Linked DNA regions of Arachis hypogaea: region 1 is linked to region 2. Evidence: chromatin contacts called from public Hi-C data. All regions are on one chromosome and are shown on one strand. The core of a region is the stretch at or near the end of the contact, and the rest is flanking DNA. Distances in the headings are between cores, read along the strand shown.

The links. A called contact is a pair of places that touch in the nucleus more often than the background predicts.
Region 1: a contact with region 2 is called in a Hi-C map of leaf, with 4 times the contacts expected there. The contact joins the promoter of LOC112785164 here to the promoter of LOC112785151 in region 2. A contact is called at or near these places in 2 of 8 Hi-C or Micro-C datasets (both in leaf).

What each region holds. Positions count from the first base shown.
Region 1 is chr20:110,278,345-110,281,772 of arahy.Tifrunner.gnm2.J5K5, reverse strand. LOC112785164 (carbamoyl phosphate synthase small chain, chloroplastic) reads right to left here and starts at 1,606. Exons shown (of 10, transcript XR_003194170.3): 1 at 1,394-1,606; 2 at 1,050-1,182; 3 at 882-970; 4 at 659-787; 5 at 426-554; 6 at 238-350; 7 at 1-147.
Region 2 is chr20:110,107,120-110,110,369 of arahy.Tifrunner.gnm2.J5K5, reverse strand. LOC112785151 (WAT1-related protein At5g64700) reads right to left here and starts at 1,647. Exons shown (of 7, transcript XM_025828594.3): 1 at 1,142-1,647; 2 at 983-1,045; 3 at 800-916. The coding sequence starts at 1,314.

The DNA of each region.
Region 1 (3,428 bases), core at 357-2,856, 170 kb before region 2:
AGGGCCATTGCTTAAAATGACCCCATCTGGCTTTATCTTCAAAGTTTCTGATGCTGGCCATGTAGACGGCACAACTGTAATTTTACATCCGTATGATGCTAAGCGCCTAAGTATATTATGCTTAATCCCAAAATCATAAGCAACTACCTGCAGTTCATTAGATGGCATGAAAGCACAACTTAAATAACCCCAATAGACAACAAAACGAAAGAGACAGTGCTAATGGAATATAATTACATGGAAAGTTTCTCCAGCTGGATCTTTATTTGGACGGAATTCCCATTCATCTTCTGTTTTATCAATCCATTCAAGTGGAGACATGCATGAGACGCCGCTTATTAGATCAATACCTACAAATATAAAATAGGACTCATGTAACTCAATTTAGAAAACATTTACATGACCACAAAGACTCAAATCCTTACCAACAATGTTCCACGACTGAGATATCTGCAGTAGTTCCTGTTCTGTTTTAGAATTATCAGTGCTCAAGACACCAATAAGACTGCCATCTTGTCTCAATCTTCGTGTAATTGCACGCGTGTCAACATCATCTGTTGCATCACAAGTTACCATCAAACTCAATCAATGGCAAGAACTTAAATTATTTTGATATTAAATTACTTCTCAAAACAAATTTCATATACCAAATACTCACAGATTCCCATGATGTTCCTTTCCGCTAAGTAATCACCGAGTGCTTTAACACATCTCCAATTTGATGTACTGATACTCAAACTCCGAATAACTAGACCAGAAAGGAAGCACCGTCTTGATTCCTCATCATCTATCGGGCAGTGCATCCAAAATTGGGTTTAAATGAATTCCAAGCACATGGATTCAAGACTCATGGAAATTATAGTTATAACATAAACACATACCAAAATTTACACCGGTATTCCCAATATGCGGATTTGTCATGAGCACAAACTGGCCAGCATAGCTAGGATCCGTCAAAATTTCTTGATACCTGCAGTTTACAAAATTATCAAAATTTCAGAATGATAACTACAGATCCTAATTCCCTGATAGTTATAGTTTTTTCTCACCCAGTCAATGATGTATTGAAAACAACTTCACCAACTTGGGTTCCAGAAGCGCCAAATGATTTGGCATTCCAGATTGAACCATCTTGAAGCACAAGCCTTGCATCCGAAGTTTTCCAAGGCCTCTCACCCTTACCTATGAATCAAGCAAGAAAACTTGATCAAATTTGTTTGAGCTCTGAGCTGTATTACTATAACTAACATGTTTATGTGTAATCATTAATCATTTCCATGCATCCAAATGACAATGCACAACAGTAGAAGAAATGGATTTCATAAAGTGAAATTGATTGGTTTGATTACACTACATTAAGTTAAGACACTCGTGGTTGAGAAGAGAGGGTTACCGGCAGAGCAAGTGAGTGAGAAAACGCAGTGTCTCGGAGATGCGGTTGGGGGTTTAGAAGCGAAGGGGAAGCTGACGCTGTTGGTGACGTCAGCGAAGGATACGGAGAAGGCTTTGGTGGCCATTTGAGGAAAGGGTGACAGAGTTGTTTGAAAGTGAGTTAAAGCGAAAGGAATTCCGTCACTCAGTTGTAAGTTATAACTGTTTCCCTCCTCGTTGAGCTAGGTTTTGTTAAGTATTTCAAGTTTCATCCATTTTTTCCCTTTTTCACTTTTCTAATTTTTAAATAATTATTTTCCTGAATTTTACTTAAAGACAAAGAGATATCCCAATAAATCAGAGATTAATTTCTTAAGAAATTCAAATAAGCTCAATTGAAATATTGTTTTGCTAATAAAAAGCGGGTGTTTAAGAAAATAGATAATTCATTATACTAAGTTTTTCTTTTTTTGTGCATCAACACTATATATCTGTATTGAAAGATTTTAGATAAATAGTTGAATAATAATGATATTGTTTAATTCATGAACTTGTCAACTTCACACCATAAAAAAGAACTTTGTGGTGGTTGTTTCATGATAGAAAAAAAAAAAAACCTTATTTTCTTTTATATTAAATTATTAGAGATGAATTTTTTAAAAAGGATATAAATTATGTGTTATATATTATTATAAATCTACACAAAAACATTAATAATATTTTATCTCACCTATATTTTGTCTTTTATAATTAAATATTTTTATTATAAAAAATTAATGATATTTGTACTACTAATATAACAGTGTAAAACATTAATAATAAAATATTATCGTATTTCACATAAAATTCATCCTAATCTAAAAAATTTAGCCTAGAAAAATATTGGTCCTTTTTAAACGTTTTTGTTAAACACTATTAATAGGTCATAAATTCCTTATTCTTTATTTTATGTGGAAGTATCGTGAACTCGCCAACAAATATTTATAAATTGAACTCTATTTTTTTATTTTTAAAAAAATTAATAATTAAAATTTTGTCTCTCTAATTTTGGTTTTTACACTTTTTTTTCATTTCTTTTAATCATAATTTCAGAAATAAAAGAGATATTTCTGCTAGAGTTTTTTCACTAATGTTCGTTTTCTTGTCACATTTCTACAGCTACCACCGTTGTTGTCGCTGCCTGCACTCAGCACCGCCACTACTCCTTCTACTGCCGCCACACCACCTTTCCGGTCCCTTTACGTTGTTGTGTTTTGTCTTTGCCCCCACGAACTACTCAGATTTCATTTTAATCATAATTTCAGAGATGAAAGTGATATCTCTGCTAGAACTTTTTCACTAGTGTTCATGTTCCTGTCACATCTCTGCAACTACCACCATCGCTGTTGCTGCCTGCACTCAGCACCGCCACTACTCCTTCTACTGCCGCCACACCACACTTCTCGGTCCCTCTGCGTTGTTGTGCTTCGTCTCTGCCCCTGCGAACTACTCAGGTTTCATTTTACTTTATTTTGTTTTATTGCTTTTTCTATGACAATTTTTGTGAATTTGGAGTTTTTTCTACTGTCTTTGCACCGCAATGTTTATTTTAAGGGTGGAAAAGAAATAAAACAACTACTTCACTTCAATAGCAGATTAAGGGTGAAAAAGAAAATGCATTGTCTTAACTGAGTATTGCAATTGGCAATAAACACAATGAAATTTTCTCTTCAAATTTGTGATTATTAATTGGTGTCTGATTGTGTGAAGATTTTAGATCTGACTTGACTTGGAAAACTTTTTCTGAAAAAAAAAAAACAGACTTGTTCCTTTGATTTAACCAAACCAACACAATTTGAATAAGAAGTGCAATTTTCTCTTTGTTTTTGATTGAATCAGAACTTTGCATCAAATATAACAAAACTATATCATATGTATAATTTTTTCTTAACAATTTTTCTTTGCCAATGTTGCATAATCTGGCATGCCCTAGAAAGTGTATTCTTGCTGATGATGAGTTAAATGGAACAATTGACAAGTGTCTATCCAGCATCAATGTTGAGAAAGTTGAAACTAAC
Region 2 (3,250 bases), core at 398-2,897:
GGAATCGTCAATTTAATCAAATTTACTAAAGGTAGTGTTACGTTGGAAATACGAATGGCATATCTAATTTAAAATGTCTTCTTTTCTAAGTGCCTTATCTTCACACCCTTTGCCCTCTTTCTTTCTTTCTTTCTTTCTTTTTTCAACTGTTGTCATTTTCCTTCATATTTACACTCAGAAATGCGTCTATATCTACGTGTACTACACTACTATTTATGTATATAACTGATGATCAACCTTCTAGTTTCTACTACGTCAAAATGCTATATATATATATATATATATATATATATAAATTTAAGATATTCGTGGTTTATTTATTTAAATGAAATATAGTGTATGGTATAGATCTCTCTAGCTAGATACCCTAAAGAATAAAATATGAAGGCAGTACTTTTAGGATTCGCTAGCTGCGAGTGTTATTCACAACTCATAAGGAATATGAACCAACAAAACCTGAAAAACTGGACTGGATCGAGCTGGTGATGTCCAAGTATTTAAGTACAACTCATGTTTTTGCTTGATCCTCTTTTGAGGATATTTATATGACCCTAAAGCGACAAAGTTGACAAACTGATAAATTAGAGTTAAATCACTCTTAAAAACAAAGTAGTGAAGCTCACACAGGAATTATAAAGTTAATGGTCATATATAATTAAAGTCGGATTATTTGAGTTCATTACTTAAAGACAAAAAAAAAAAAAAAAAGTTTTCCATTTTGAAGTGTATTTTTGTATTTCCATGACAGAGGACAGAATTTAAAGACAAGTTATGGTAGGTAAAATTAAATATGTGGTACCCGAGTAAGAGCGCCAAGAAGAAGGTGATAACTGGAAGACAGTTTGTGGTAGCAGCAGCCAACGTTGCTGACGTGTATATAAGACCAATACCATATACATCCAAGCTCAAAGTAATGCTGCAAATTATTAAAAATTAAATATAATTAAGTGTAAATCTGGAACATATATGAACTCATACGTACCCACAGAATGAAAGGAGGAAGATCTTGCAGAAGGTGACGAAAGGCAAAGGCGGCGCAGTTTTCCTACACAATTATATATTAGTGGAACAAGTTTCACATTATTATTATTATAGAATTAATCTGAAAATGAATTAAATGATATGAAAATCAAATTAATACCATTCGAAGAAGAGAGCAAAAGGGATGAGAAAAAGGGTTGCAATGGCCTGTCTGTAAAAGACAAAGACGAAATTGTTCATGCCATGATCGAATGCTGCTTTTGATAGAAGGAACATGGCAGCATATATGGCTTGTATTACAAACACAACCGCATAGGCTCTCTGTCGTTTCATTACTACTGTACTCTACTCTCTCTTTCTTTCTTTCTCTCTTTCTTTCTTTCTTTTATTTCTGAGGTGATGAGTGATCGATGATGAGACTCATCACATCTATCTCACACTTCACACATAGTAACAAACAAGACATTAATGTAATTAAGTGATATAATAAGGGCAGGGGGACGTGTGTGGTTTTCATTATATATATATAAACGTAACCTTTGCTCTCATCTCTACTTCTTTCGAATTGGGACCCACCACATCCCTCCCATCTATTTCTTCACTCTACTGCTCTCTGTTTTAGCAAAATTCTTTCCTGGCTTCATGCATTCATTCCCACAGGTTTCTTTTTGCAACTTGTCCTCCTCTCATCAAATTTAATACCATAATATTGATGTTTTTGATACTATATACTATATTTTCATCACGTGTTTTTTCTGAATTTAAAAACAAAATTTTGCTAAGCTCATTAAAATTTATTATTTTTTATTATTATTTAGTTATTAACTCAATTTTTTTAGTTTAATTTTTTTAGTCTAGTAATCTAACAACATATTTTATCTTATATTTTTAAATATTAATAACTAACTAATAACTAAAAATAATAAATTCAAATAATTTTGAATATTTTTTTAAAATGTATTTATTTGATTTTATATCATAAAATAAATTGTATTTTTGGAATTTTGAAGATGGTGAGACATATAATAAATGGAATGAAAACAAAATATAAGGAGTGGATGTGAATTAGAATGAAGAAAATGTGATTTGAATATTTATTTAATTTGGGGAATGATAGGGCCAACATCTTTAATGTAAAAAATATAAAAAAAAATTACCAGTATTGGTTTAAATGTAAAACAAAAATAAAAAATATTAGTTAATATTTTTTAATTATACTATTTATATACTAAAAATAAATTACTAAATTAAATTAATTATTAATATAAAATATATATTAAAATATAAAAAATATTAAAAATAAATTAAACAATATATAAATTTATACACAAATTTATGAGTAATTTACATGAATGAATAGTTTGGAGTTAAAAATTAAGTAAATGTCCTAAACTAATTCTTGTTACATATCCGTTATGAACATATTTATATAAATCAAATTAAATGAATTCAATTTAGTATGTTTGAGTAGTAAATCGAATCAATCTTAATTTACTACTAAGTAAATCAATCTTGATTTAATCAAATTGATTCGATTTATTACTATACAACATATACATAGTAAATTGAATCAATCTAATTCGATTTACTGTCTATACATATTATTGACATTTATTTATTTATTCATCTTTAAAATATTATATTAATTAAAAATATTTTAATTATTTTTTAAATTACATATTGTATAAATATAGTGGATCTTTTTATATTATTGTATAACTATCTGTTATTTCTGACTCTGAAAAAATCCAAGTTTTAACACTTATACTATTTTGGAGGGCCATACTTTACAATAACTTTTTCAACATCAAAAATCTCGATAACGATTTTTTAGATACTAATGAGTCAAACGATAATTTTTAATGAATTTTTAGAAATTGTTTATTATTCCATTTTGAGTTAATAAGTTTGTAAAAATGTAAATTTTTGCAGATTCGATTTACTATGTATATGTTGTAAGTAGTAAATCGAATCAAGTTGATTCGATTTACATATATATGTTTTATTAGTAGTAAATCAAATAAAGTTGATTCGATTTACTACTCAACGTACTAAATCGAATTTATTTGATTCGATTTACATAAAGATGTTTAGAGTAGACATATACAAAAATTAATTTAAAACATCTATGTAATTTCAACTCCAAATTATTTATCCATGTAAATTATCCCAAATTTATTATAGTTAATTTTGTGTGCTCATAAAATTTTTGTTTATTTTCCTAGTTAACTAAAAATAAATGATCTACTAGAGGTGAATGTTAGTGATA